Linked DNA regions of Mus musculus: regions 2 and 3 are each linked to region 1. Evidence: chromatin contacts called from public Hi-C and HiChIP or PLAC-seq data. All regions are on one chromosome and are shown on one strand. Each heading gives the region's core, a stretch centred on a gene start, on an enhancer-like site or on the middle of the called end of the contact. The rest is flanking DNA. Distances are from core to core; before and after follow the strand shown. Region 1 has its middle 290 kb from the start of Gm31326. Region 2 overlaps Ky (kyphoscoliosis peptidase). Region 3 overlaps Ephb1 (Eph receptor B1).

Region 1 (3,754 bases), core at 777-3,276:
CTATCTCCCTCTAGGACTCCTCTTTTATACCTCACAGAGCATGTCCTCTTAGAGGCTGACCCTAATAGCCTTGGCTAAAGAAAAGCTCCCTCCCTTTTGTCACTCACAATTCTGTCATCTCACTCCCCTCCGCCCCTGGGTTTAACACTTATCAGTCCCAAACAGTATCAATTATTTATCATTGACGTGTGTGTTGTCTCTCTCTGCCCCTGGGATGTAAGTTCTGTGTCTCTGGTTCCTGGTTGGCTGGCACATAGTAGGCATTCAATGAATATTTAATGAAAGAATCATTAGACACTATTTAACTTGATTTCAGTTTTCACTGGCATCTGGGAAAAAAAACCCTTCCCAGCCCTAAGCACTACATGGGTCTCTCTTCAACTGAAGCATAGGAGTTGGCAGAATCAGGACAGATATCTAACCTGAGAAGATGACAATGGAAAATAGCAGTGAGATTAGTGCAGTGGGCCAGTGCTGGTGACTTTAGAAGGAACCCCTCAAATTGTGGTTGTCTTTCTGTTTCCGTGGGAGAGCGAGTCACAACATGACGGACTGCAGAAGCAACTGAGCTTAAGATTCTTACTACAGCAGAAGACACCAGGAAAGGAACAGTTATGGGAAGGGCCTCAGGATAGGGCAATGAGGAGGACATCAAGTCCAGGGATGAACCAGGTAGCCTCAGACAGTGACATCAGACACATAACGAAGGTGCCGAGTCTTCATTACCCTGCCCGTCTTGTCAGCAGGAGGGCTGGAGGGTCCCCAAGAGCCATGTGTCCAGATGGACCATACCAGGAGAAACGCCATGTGTAGCTAGTTCTTTGGAGGTGCCTGTGACCCAGTGGGTAACAGTTCTATTCCTTTTCTAGAAATTAAAATAAATAAGCAAGAGAAGCAATCTGGAGGCTTCCCGATACAGATGAGGGAACCATCCGTTGCTCAGTTTTGTCTTCCTAGAAAGGGCAGATGCCAAACATGATCTTCCCCTGTTCTGCTGGTACATTATTTTCCCCCTTCTTTGCAGGCTGGCTTTTCTCGGCTGTCTTTTTGAATACCTCGAGCAGAACACCCCTGTCTTGTTAATGACTTCAAAGATACCAGGTCCACTGTGCAGCGAGTGATAAAAATGTACACAGCATGTGTTGGATAAATTAATAAACTCTCTGGAGCCTACGAGTCCTCAGGCCCAGCAGCACCGTAATGAAATGTTATTCTGAAGTGGAGGAGGTGGGAAGGAGAAGGGGAGCAGTATTTAATATATGCAAATTAACTAGTATGCAAATTGTCACTAAGTTAAAAATAACGGACTGCGAGAGGAGCCCATTTTTTAAGCAGCTTGTTTATTCATTAGCCTAATTTCCATTATCAATCCTTCTGTTTTCTTCTTTATTAAGTACTCACATTTGGGGAAGTTTGCTTCCTACAAATTGTGTTTTACTCCAAAAACCCATAACAATGCTTAAAACAATCACCATATATTAGCTTCTCTCTGTCTCCTTGATTTTGCCCTTAGCGAGCATCCTTTCTTTTCTTCCTGTTGCTTACCTCTCCTGGTCTTCCCTATCTCGGTTCTCCGGGACCTTTTGTTTCATTGCTGAAGGCGGCTCCTACACGGCAAGGGGCGAAGTGAGGAGAAGCCGCTTGCCTTAAAAGATCTTATTCTAAGGACCCCTTCTCCCAGGCGCTCACCTGGATAGGGTGGACGTTGCCACGCAAAAAGCAGCCCAGTTTGTTTTGTAGACCACCAGCATCCCCTGGCTAAGTAACAGAACAGCCAGAAAAATGCTCATCCCGATTCGGGTCTGTATATGGCCTCCTCAGCTTGAGACAGACCTTATATACAATGTTAAGACAAATTGGCATCCAAAATCCAACTCTTTTGTCTCAAGGAGCCGAGCCGCCACCTCGCTATGTGCAAGCTCTGGTGCCCCCTCGAGGCCAAGAACGGAACAGACCGTGGAGAGTCCTGGCAGATGCTGAAGTAGGCAGGAGGGTTCACACAAAGCCTTTGGTTGAAGCTTTCAGAAAGCAGGCTCCTTGAAAGAGGGGGCGCCTGTGAGCAGCTGTGGAGGGGGACTTATGGGTTTAGCCTTCCCTAAAGCTGCAAGGCTGAAAGGTTGGTTATTGTTTCAGCTGTTGTCATTTTGCACGTGGTTTTTAATCACATTGTTAATTTGGGCAGTAAAATAGGGTTTTCCAGGTTTTTCTCTGAACGTGCTGCTAGATAGCATCTGTACAGGCTCTGTGCCCCTGGCATGTGCATCTTAGATGTTGAAAGGCACACATTGAGGCTCAGGATTCTCATGCCCTTGGAGTCCTGTGGCCAAGCTACCCTGGGAACCCAAGGCTGGTCACCCCAGGATCCCCACTGCATACCTGAATATGCCAAATGATTTCACAGTGACCACAAATTCCCAGAGCAGATAATTCCAGCTACAGCGGTCACTGGTGTTTATAACCTCCCAAGAGACATACTATGTCAGAGGGGGGAAGCTATGGTTTTCATCTCTTCACTCGGGGTCTGAGCTTTGGTCAGCTCCCCTACCCCCACAGGCACACACACTAAAGTACCCATTACTCAAGGGCAATGGCATCAAATGTAAAGGGTCACACTTAGGCAGCTGCCAGAGATCAGCTGCAGACAGGAGGTGGCTAGGGACTGAATTTACATCAGCTTCTGAGCCTCTAGTCCAGACAGCAATCTCCCAAAGCTCTTAAAAAAATGGTGTCAAATGGCCAAAGACCTTCAAGAGACAATGGCATCAGAAATGGTCTCTGACACTAAATGCTGAGGGGAACCAGAAAGATAAATCATTATCATTTAAGCTCTGCGCGTTTTTTTAGACATAGTGTTTTTGCAATGTTTCCATAGAATGAAGAAATAAATCACCCTGCCCTTGACACTTTTAATAACTTTAAGAATGTGGTTAGGGTAATACTTAACTTTATTGACATATTGTATGGTTCATCCATCTCATCAAATGTCAATGAAACTTCGATGAGTATTAACTGAGGGCCCATAATACACTAGGAACTGGCTAGAAACACCCCCTCCCCCCGCCGAGTTCTCAAGTACCTTCCAGAAGCTCTCACTCACCGGCTTGACTGCTTCTGTGGAAATCGATCGCCTAGAAGGTTGTGCTTGAGGTTTGGAAGCTGGGACTCAGCAGAATCTAGCTAGGGAATTTGGTTTGCTGACTTTGGGGGGAGGGGGGAAATCCCTTCTTGGACTATTTGTGAGTATTCTCAGATTTAGGTGCCTCCTGTGAGCTTGGGACACAGACATGATAAATGGCCATTGGACAGTTGTGCTCCAGAGAGTCTGTGCAGCTTCTATAACTCAAGGTGGGCTCTGGAATTGCCTGGTCTCTACTTTCACAGAACAGGAAATAAGCCCAGGTAGGATCAACTCTTCAAAGTCACAATGCTACAACATAGCAGAACACTTGAAAATTGACTGTCTTGATTCTCAAGCCAATCTTCTCTCCACTAGTGTTCCGTTGGTGGTTGTATATTTTACAAAGGTTGAGAAAAGAAGGGAGAGGTCCAGTGAGATGGCTCATTGGGTAAGGATGCTTGCTGCTAAGCCCGACAACCTGAGATTCTGAGAAACCAGGGAAGAGAGGATGGAAGGGGTGAGCATATCAAACAATGCAAGGACTGACTGTGGTGACATCTGGCTCTTCTCAGCACAGGTTTCTCTCTCATTTCAAAGTTGAGCTGCTGTCTTTCCAAGAACACTGTGACCACCAAC
Region 2 (3,754 bases), core at 418-2,917, 840 kb before region 1:
TCAGAGAGGCAGAAGAGGGGCGGGGGATTAAGACACAGGAAGAAAGGCACATAGAGAGAACTGTGCTGAGAACAAGCCAGAGAAGGCACATGGGTGTCACTGTCACCTGGGAAGGGACATGGGTGTCACTATCACCTGGGAAGGCACGTGGGCGTCACTATCTCAACTCTACCTAGGTGATTCAGAGCCAATTAGTTGTTTTCCTTGTCTTGTACATTTTGGAGACTATTTACAGAAAGCATTTTTTTTTTTTTAATTCAAAAAAGTTATTAGTGGGCTGACAAGATGGCTTAGTGGGTAAAAGCACTTGCCACCAAGCCTGGTTCAATTCCCTCATGTTACAAAGACAGAGTTGACTTTTGAAAGTTGACCTCTGACCTTCACATGAATGCTATGACATGTATATGCCTCCCCTCTCCCCCGCCCCCAGAGAGACAGAGGCATAACTAACTAACTAACTAACTAAACATAATATAGTTAAAAAAATTATTAGCAGAACAGTTGTTGCATACCCATAATCCCAGCACTTAGGCCAGCCTTGCCACACAGTGAATTCAAAGCGAGCCTGAGCTACAGAGCTAGAGTCTGTCTGGAGCACCATGGGAGGGCTAAGGCTTAGTGGTAGATTGTTTGTTTTCCCTGGGAAAGGCCCTGGATTTGATTCCTCATCATCACCTGGAGTAAAGAGCTACAAGATGAAAACCTAATGTAACTCACACAAGTTAGTAGACAAGGTCAGATGTCAAAGGATAGGAAGGAGGCTCTGGGGTGGGGCCTAGAGAAATGCCAGGAAGGGCTGTGCACTCATGGGAAGCGGAAGCGGAAGTGTTGTGTGAGTGTTGCTTCGAGGTGCAGAGCCAGCAGGTGGCTGAGGTCAAGTTTTGGAGGACTTTGAAAGACACTGGGAACCCAGGGACAGGGATGCCCAAAGACAATGGGGCACCTGGCTCTGGGGCTGGGGATGTCACTGGGAACTTGGAGAAGTAGAAGGTACTGCTGGAGGGAGAACAGTGGGTCAGCCAGCATGGATCCTGCCCAGGTTGTCTCTGAGGCTAGGGTCCCAGAGATGGGAAGTGGAAGTTTGGAGCAGGGAGTTGGGCAGGAGGGCTAGAGGGACCCAGAACCAGGTATCTGCCTATACCTGGAAGCGGTAATACAGGGTTGGGAGGCACTGGAGCTCAGGCCGAGAATGGGTTGTGTGCATCTCAAGACAGGGCACACACAAGTGCACACAAGGCCACAGGGGACCAGCAGCACAACGCTAAGCCATGCCAGCTGCTCGACTGGAGAGCATCTGTTACTGTGGTTTGACAACTGCCACCTGCAGTCCCGATAGGTGGACACTGGGTATCTGAGACCTACTCACAGCTTTTCAGGGACATAGCCAATCACTCACTTCCTGCTTGTTCCCTAGGAGAACCCAGGTGACCTCAGAAATCCATCCGTATGGCTCCCCCGGACTTGAGACTGTCTTGATGTTACCAAGAATTACTTCAGCCAGTTCTCCCACTTGGGCCTGTGTCTGTGCCATAGCTCTGAGAATGGGGCCCCAAGGCACAGAGAACCACTTCCTGGCTACTGAGCTTTCCTACCAATGGATCTTTCCAAGCACGGCCCCTCTCCCTCCTCAAAGGACAGCCTTTCATAGTCTCCTTGGCGTCAGCGGCCACTGTCCTCTGGCTTCCAGGCCTGCCATTCTTTTAACCTTCAGCTGCACAGTGAAGGGAGAAGGCAGAAAAGGGGCCTTTTATAACCAAATTATCTTTGTGCATTCATCTGCCATTATGTTAATGCATGGCGAAGCCCGGCAGATGGTCCAAAGTCAATTACGCTGGTGTTAAAAAGGGAGAAATTGACCTTTTCAGGACTCACTTGGATTCCCCGGCAGAGTTTGCAAACTCAAGCTCCAGACCTGGCAATGGGGGCAGAGGCACAGAGGGACGAAAGAGAAGAAAGAAGCAGGCAGTCGGGTGACAGCCCGGGGACTCTTGCTTATCACAGGCTGTCTTTCATACCTGCACATCCTTTCAAAGAGGCCGGCGTAACCATCACAGTTGGTCTTCTGGGTCCTCAGGATGTCAGTGGGTTTGAAGGCCTGGCGGTCCTTCTCCTGGGCAGCCTCAACGTCGTACTCTGGAGGACAGAGGAGGCGGCTGTGGGCACGCAAGGCTCCCAGGTGCACGAGGATGGCTCAGTGAGGAAGGGAAAGCCACAGAGCCCATAGGATAGCCTTCACCCCCCAGCTGTGCTCAGGAGGAAATGGTGGCATGAACAGAAACAGGACCCCAACCTAGCCAGATGTGGTCACCTTTTGTGTAGGTGGCAAAAGGGACATCGCGGCCAAAGCGGAGAGGACCACCTGGTCCTCATAGCGCACACCTTTAATCCCAGCACTCAGAAAGTAGAGGTGGGCAGATAGATCTCTGTGAATTCAAGACCAGCCTAGTCTACATAGTGAGTTCCAGGCCAGCTAGGGCTGCCTAATGAAACCTTGTCTAAGAGGGGGAAGAAAGCTGGTGGTGGTGTAGGGAAGGAGGCACCCGCCCTCAGGTTCAGACCTTGGGTGACTACATTTTCTAAGTTGCACCTGGAGGACAAAGAAGAGCCTCGGGGAATCCAGGTGGGACACTGGCTGTTCTTCATGTCAAAGGAACAAGGGTCCACCCCGCCACTCAGTTGGCCACCATCTCCCCCACTTGCAGGCTTCAGCAAGGGAAGCCTGTGACTTGTCAGGACCTGGCAAGATTCCCTTAACTGTCTCTCAGAGAGCAGTGGGCAGCCGCTCAGGCCCAGGTTTCTAAGATGGCTTGGAGAACCCTGGGAGTAGGTGGAAGCCAGCGGCCGGGGACACAGGTGGGACAGCAGGAGACAGGAATATGAGCACTTGCCCTAGCTGGCACTTGTCTTAGGACCTTCTGGTGTTCATACAGCTGTGTCCTCCTCAGTCTGTGGTCACCCTCTTGGTGATGGGCCGTCCTGGGTTCTCATCTCTGTAGAGCGGGGCTTACTAGGAATCCTGGACCCAGGGAGGTCAGCTTCTGGGTGAAGGCCCAGTTCAGAAGGGTGGCTTTTACCTTCCTTGGTTACTTCAGGCACGTCCCCCTGACCTAACTCCTCACTCTGATGAGGCAACAGAAGCAGGGATCTGAAGGAAGGGGCATCCAGGGTCCCCGGTGCTACCCCCTTAGTGGCATACCTATATGGTGGCATACCTATATGGTGGCATACCTATATGGTGGCAGATCCAGATCCAGATGGCTCTGACCCTTTCCAGATCGCTGTGGGCTTCCTGGAGCAAGTCACTCACCAGCTCATTCAGGCCACTCTTGACTGTCACCTGGGAGCAGAAAAATCAGATTCTATGGGGGTCAGGGGAGGATGGGAGTGTGACACCCACCAAATCTGGCCAGCTACTCTTTCTCCAGTGAGGAAGCTGGAACGGGGCCCAGGAGGGCAGAGGGTGGTGGGGGATAAATAGTGTGGCGTTAGGGGAGTTGGACAGGGCATGTGTGCTGGCCAGTTGAAGCCCAGGTGCTAGAGCCACCTCAGCTTTCCTCTTCCCATCTGGGACCAGCCAGGCAGGTATTCGGGTAGCTACAGCAGCCTGTGGTCATGGTTAAGATTTACTAAACCTGATCTACGCTGGCTAGTTTTATGTCAACTTGCCACAAGCTAGAGTCATTTGGGAAGAAGAAATCTCGATTGAGAAATACCCCGCACCAGATTGGCCTGCGGACAAGCTTGTCTTATTGTC
Region 3 (3,754 bases), core at 922-3,421, 560 kb before region 1:
TTCATAACATCTGAAGGTGCTATGCAAGCTACTAAGAGAGAGAAGCAGTCAATAGTGCTACCCAGCTGTTAAGTCTATGAACCACAAGGATGACTGGCTTAGCAAGATATCCCCAAGGGTGTAATAGTGCCACTTATATCTTGGGTGTCATTAACAGCTGTCTAATAGGACCTCAGGCCCAGGCACTGTGAGGGAACTCATGCCAGGTACTGTAGACCTAGCTAGCTACCCACAGCTTAAGAAGTCATAGAGTTTTAGACAGAGACTACGACTACCATTTTTCTAAATCAACATCCATTCAAATCATATTCCTAACACCTATTCTTACAGCCACAGGTGTGAAGCTCTCATTCTTCATTAAAGAAACTTCTTGCTGGGCGGTGGTGGCTCACGCCTTTAATCCCAGCACTCGGGAGGCAGAGGCAGGCAGATTTCTGAGTTCAAGGCCAGCCTGGTCTACAGAGTGAGTTCCAGGACAGCCAAGGGCTACACAGAGAAACCCTGTCTTGAAAACCAAAAAGAAAAGAAAAGAAAAGAAAAGAAAGGAAAGGAAAGGAAAGGAAAGGAAAGGAAAGGAAAGGAAAGGAAAGGAAAGGAAAGGAAAAGAAAGAAAAAGAAAAAGAAAAGAAAAGAAAAGAAAAGAAAAGAAAAGAAACGAAACTTCTTTTTTTGTAGCATATGGAAGTTGCTGTGGAGATCCACAGTTGCCAAAATGCAGACAAAAAGTGACAGTGGGTGTCTTGCCCTAATCAACACATTACAACACAACTCCTGAACCCATGGTCCTGGAAACACGGTGGGACAGTGGAAAGATTATAAGACGTGGCAGGGGTGATGCTTCTGTTAAGTCTTAACATTATGGTTGCCTACACCACAGCTACTCACTGACCACACAGGTTAGCATGCCAGCGTAGATGGAGGAGATCCCACAAGGCTCCACCCCTCGATGAAGAACCGCAGGCAGCCAATGGCTGGGGATGAGAGAAGGATTACTTTTCTCCAGGGGTAATCATTCTGACTGGTATCCAATCGTAGGTGGTCAGCCCTAAAGACATGCTCATGCCAGCAAGACTAAAGAGATGCCGGAGGTTGTAGATATATGTAACTCTAATGATTACGGAAGGAGAAGTCATGAATCCGAGGAGTTTGGGAGAAGGTTACGTTGAAGTAGGAGAGGAAGAGGTGGAGACGATGAAAATGAGAGCGTATTTACATATGAAATTCTCAAAAAAAGGAGAAAGAAATACAAAGCATGTGAGAAAAGCACCAGACATCGATTATGCCTTCCACATGCACACATGTGTAGGTGCACTGCCACATACATGTCCATGTGCACACAGCTGCGCATGGGCATCCACACACACACACAAATGAATCAGCATGGGAGCCTTCCCATTTTTTGCAACAAACAACTTTTCAGAAGGCCCTGGGGTCAGAGTCCCCTCGCATCCAGCTGCATCTGTGTTCTGCAGCACTAGCTGCCCTGCAGAGATGGGCATCAGCTAGTAAACGAAGCAGGTAGGGTTGGAAGGAAAGAGGCTCCTGAAATTCTTACAAGTTGCTCAGTGCTTTAATCCTATTGTTCTCTGGCTGCTAAGCCCAGAACCTGATGAATTCCAAGGAAACTGATGAGTGCCCTTCAGCCTGTTTGTGGGCTGGGCAGTTTCATGGAGATCCCAGTATAGAAACTGTGCCTGGGAAGGGAAAGCCCTATGAGGGCTGTGGACCTCATTGGTTGTTGCTTTAATGGTTTTGACTGAGCACTCGGAGGCAATGCAATAAGCTATTCCTGAACACCGTTTACAGAAGGTAATAGCCCTGGCCCTTTGCACCATGCAGCCTGGCAAGGATGCTGGCTTTGGGTGGGCAAGAGGGGAGTGCTCTGGACACCCTGGGATCCGTGTTCCATGCAGTACTCTGCTCTCTCCGAGGGATCATTTTCTTTTGGGAACTGGATTCTGCCCTCTGATTATCGCTACTCATGGTCTGTTTGGTTTTTCTCCATTTAACTCCCACACTCATTTTGCGCATGAATGAGCACAATGAAACCAGTTTAATTTGCTGTTAATTCCCTGTTTAAAATATTCTCTTCTGTTTAAGGGACATAGCCCCTTTCATCTCACGGAGGCAGCTCCTGAAAGAAAGCAGCTGCTAGCACTGTGCCAGTATTGGGGGCTGCCGTGGGTGGGGGGGTCAGCCTGGGCCAGAGCTGCTGTGGCCCACAGGATGGGAGGGGCCGTCATAGCAGGTGAACTCAGGGGCTGAAGGAGGAAAGCCTGCAGTTATTGGGCCTTTGTAACTGCTGAGCTGGGGATGGATGGCTCTGAGTGGGAGAAAGTTCACAAGTGAGGTAGATATTCTATGAGGTTGTTGGTAGAGAGACATTGCACACAAACCAAGAGTAGTGTCTTTTGATTCAAAGTATATGTGACGGAGGAGGTTAATTCTGCCGCTGACTCCAGAGTTAAGGGAAGAACGTTTGACTGTGATTTAGGCAAAACAAACTTTTAAGGTTGCTTCAAAGCATCTAACTACAGTGTTGATGCAATTTGTTCAAGCTCCTTTAGCAAAAGAGGTCTGGGTTTGGCAAATATGTTCTTGTTGGGCCAGTCTTGCCTAGCTCTTTCTCTTAACCAGGGGCCTTTGGGGAATATAGTTCTTGCACCACAAGGCAGAGTGCTGGGTCCCAGGCGGGGCTGCATCTTGAGAGACAAACGATCTCTTTGGAAGGAGAATCTGAAAAATTGAAGCAGGGAGCTTATCTGCCCTCCCACCCCAGCATTGTTTACCACAGCCTCTCAGGCTTACAAGGAGATAGCAGCCAGATGGGTGGTACTTAGCTCTTACAAGGGCCTGCCCCCCATCAGTGACTGAGTCAGTATCTCCCTCTGTTAGTATAGAGCTTTTTTTCTGATCTCCTAAGTTGCAGGTGGAGGAAGGTTGGCAGTCATCAGGGGTACCAGTCTTTGCTAACTTTCCTGCTTGAGTCGGAAGGAGTACTGGATAAAGGAGCCTCAGGAGATTCCACAAAGCTGACATTTCATGCCCGTGAGGGCACAGGCCCCCAGCTTCCTTTCTGATCATGGATTCTGCCCATTGCAGCCACTGCTTGCCTCTCACCTCCACACTCAGCCTCCCCCCTACCCCCACCTCCAAGTATATTAGAAGATGACAAGATTCATCCATCAGTCAGGCACATCTGTGGAGAACGCCTGCTGGATAAAGTCGTGTGCATAGGGACGGAGGTCTGGAAGGCTAACGACACAGGAGGATCAAAGGCTGCAGGTGCTCCAGTGGCTTTGTGGGCGATAGAGTGGCCGGAAGACCTGCCATGCTTTTCTTTCATAGCCATTTTCTAAGCAATGTGAGGACAAATCAGAATGGTCCGAGGCTGGCTTCTGGGTCCTACTAGCCCACAGCATCCTGGTCATGCTGTGACCACACTCAACACTGTCTGCAGCCTGACCCTTTTTTTTTTTTTTTTTTTTTTTTTTGGCAGCCAGGACATTTGCCTGGTGGGAGCTCCTGAAGGTTGTTCTTGTACCCAAAAAGCCACATCTCTGCTTCCCCATCCCATCCCCCCACCTCGGAAGGGGGATCTGTGCTTTAAAACACTGGTTTGCCTGTGTTAATTAGCTCTTAACTAATTGGGCCACACAAATGATGTTCCATTATACACATTCTTTTTCTGTTTCTACAGATTACTGTTTGGGAGACACGTCTTCAGGCCTCCCATTCCTCCCCCTACCCCCGG

Evidence for each region. A called contact is a pair of places that touch in the nucleus more often than the background predicts. HiChIP or PLAC-seq counts read pairs in DNA pulled down with a chosen protein or histone mark.
Region 2: a Hi-C map of cerebellum shows a contact between it and region 1, with 2.9 times the contacts expected there. The contact joins two enhancer-like sites. A contact is called at or near these places in 1 of 39 promoter capture datasets (the 3T3-L1 cell line), 7 of 484 Hi-C or Micro-C datasets (cerebellum, cerebral cortex, cortical neurons and 4 more), 6 of 115 datasets of contacts at active chromatin or transcription factors (differentiating embryonic stem cells, embryonic basal ganglia, embryonic forebrain and 3 more) and 1 of 9 other capture datasets (embryonic stem cells).
Region 3: an H3K4me3 HiChIP or PLAC-seq map of embryonic basal ganglia shows a contact between it and region 1, with 4 times the contacts expected there. The contact joins two enhancer-like sites. A contact is called at or near these places in 2 of 484 Hi-C or Micro-C datasets (nephron progenitors and uterus), 6 of 115 datasets of contacts at active chromatin or transcription factors (embryonic basal ganglia, embryonic forebrain, embryonic hindbrain and 3 more) and 1 of 9 other capture datasets (embryonic stem cells).

The regions. Positions count from the first base shown.
Region 1 is chr9:101,688,538-101,692,291 of GRCm38.p6, reverse strand. No RefSeq gene overlaps it. Among named protein-coding and RNA genes, the nearest start is that of Gm31326, 290 kb to the left of the region's middle. Within about 2 kb of position 2,026, at least 37 of the 459 cell types and tissues checked have an H3K27ac peak or open chromatin away from gene starts, as enhancers often do. A contact at or near this core is called in cerebellum and embryonic basal ganglia, where this site is marked.
Region 2 is chr9:102,526,279-102,530,032 of GRCm38.p6, reverse strand. It overlaps Ky (kyphoscoliosis peptidase), which reads right to left. Exons shown (of 11, transcript NM_024291.3): 7 at 3,229-3,337; 8 at 2,016-2,133. Among named protein-coding and RNA genes, the nearest start is that of Ky, 22 kb to the right of the region's middle. Within about 2 kb of position 1,667, at least 26 of the 459 cell types and tissues checked have an H3K27ac peak or open chromatin away from gene starts, as enhancers often do. A contact at or near this core is called in cerebellum, where this site is marked.
Region 3 is chr9:102,247,763-102,251,516 of GRCm38.p6, reverse strand. All of the region lies in intron 1 of Ephb1 (Eph receptor B1), which reads left to right. Among named protein-coding and RNA genes, the nearest start is that of Gm31233, 39 kb to the right of the region's middle. Within about 2 kb of position 2,171, at least 11 of the 459 cell types and tissues checked have an H3K27ac peak or open chromatin away from gene starts, as enhancers often do. A contact at or near this core is called in embryonic basal ganglia, where this site is marked.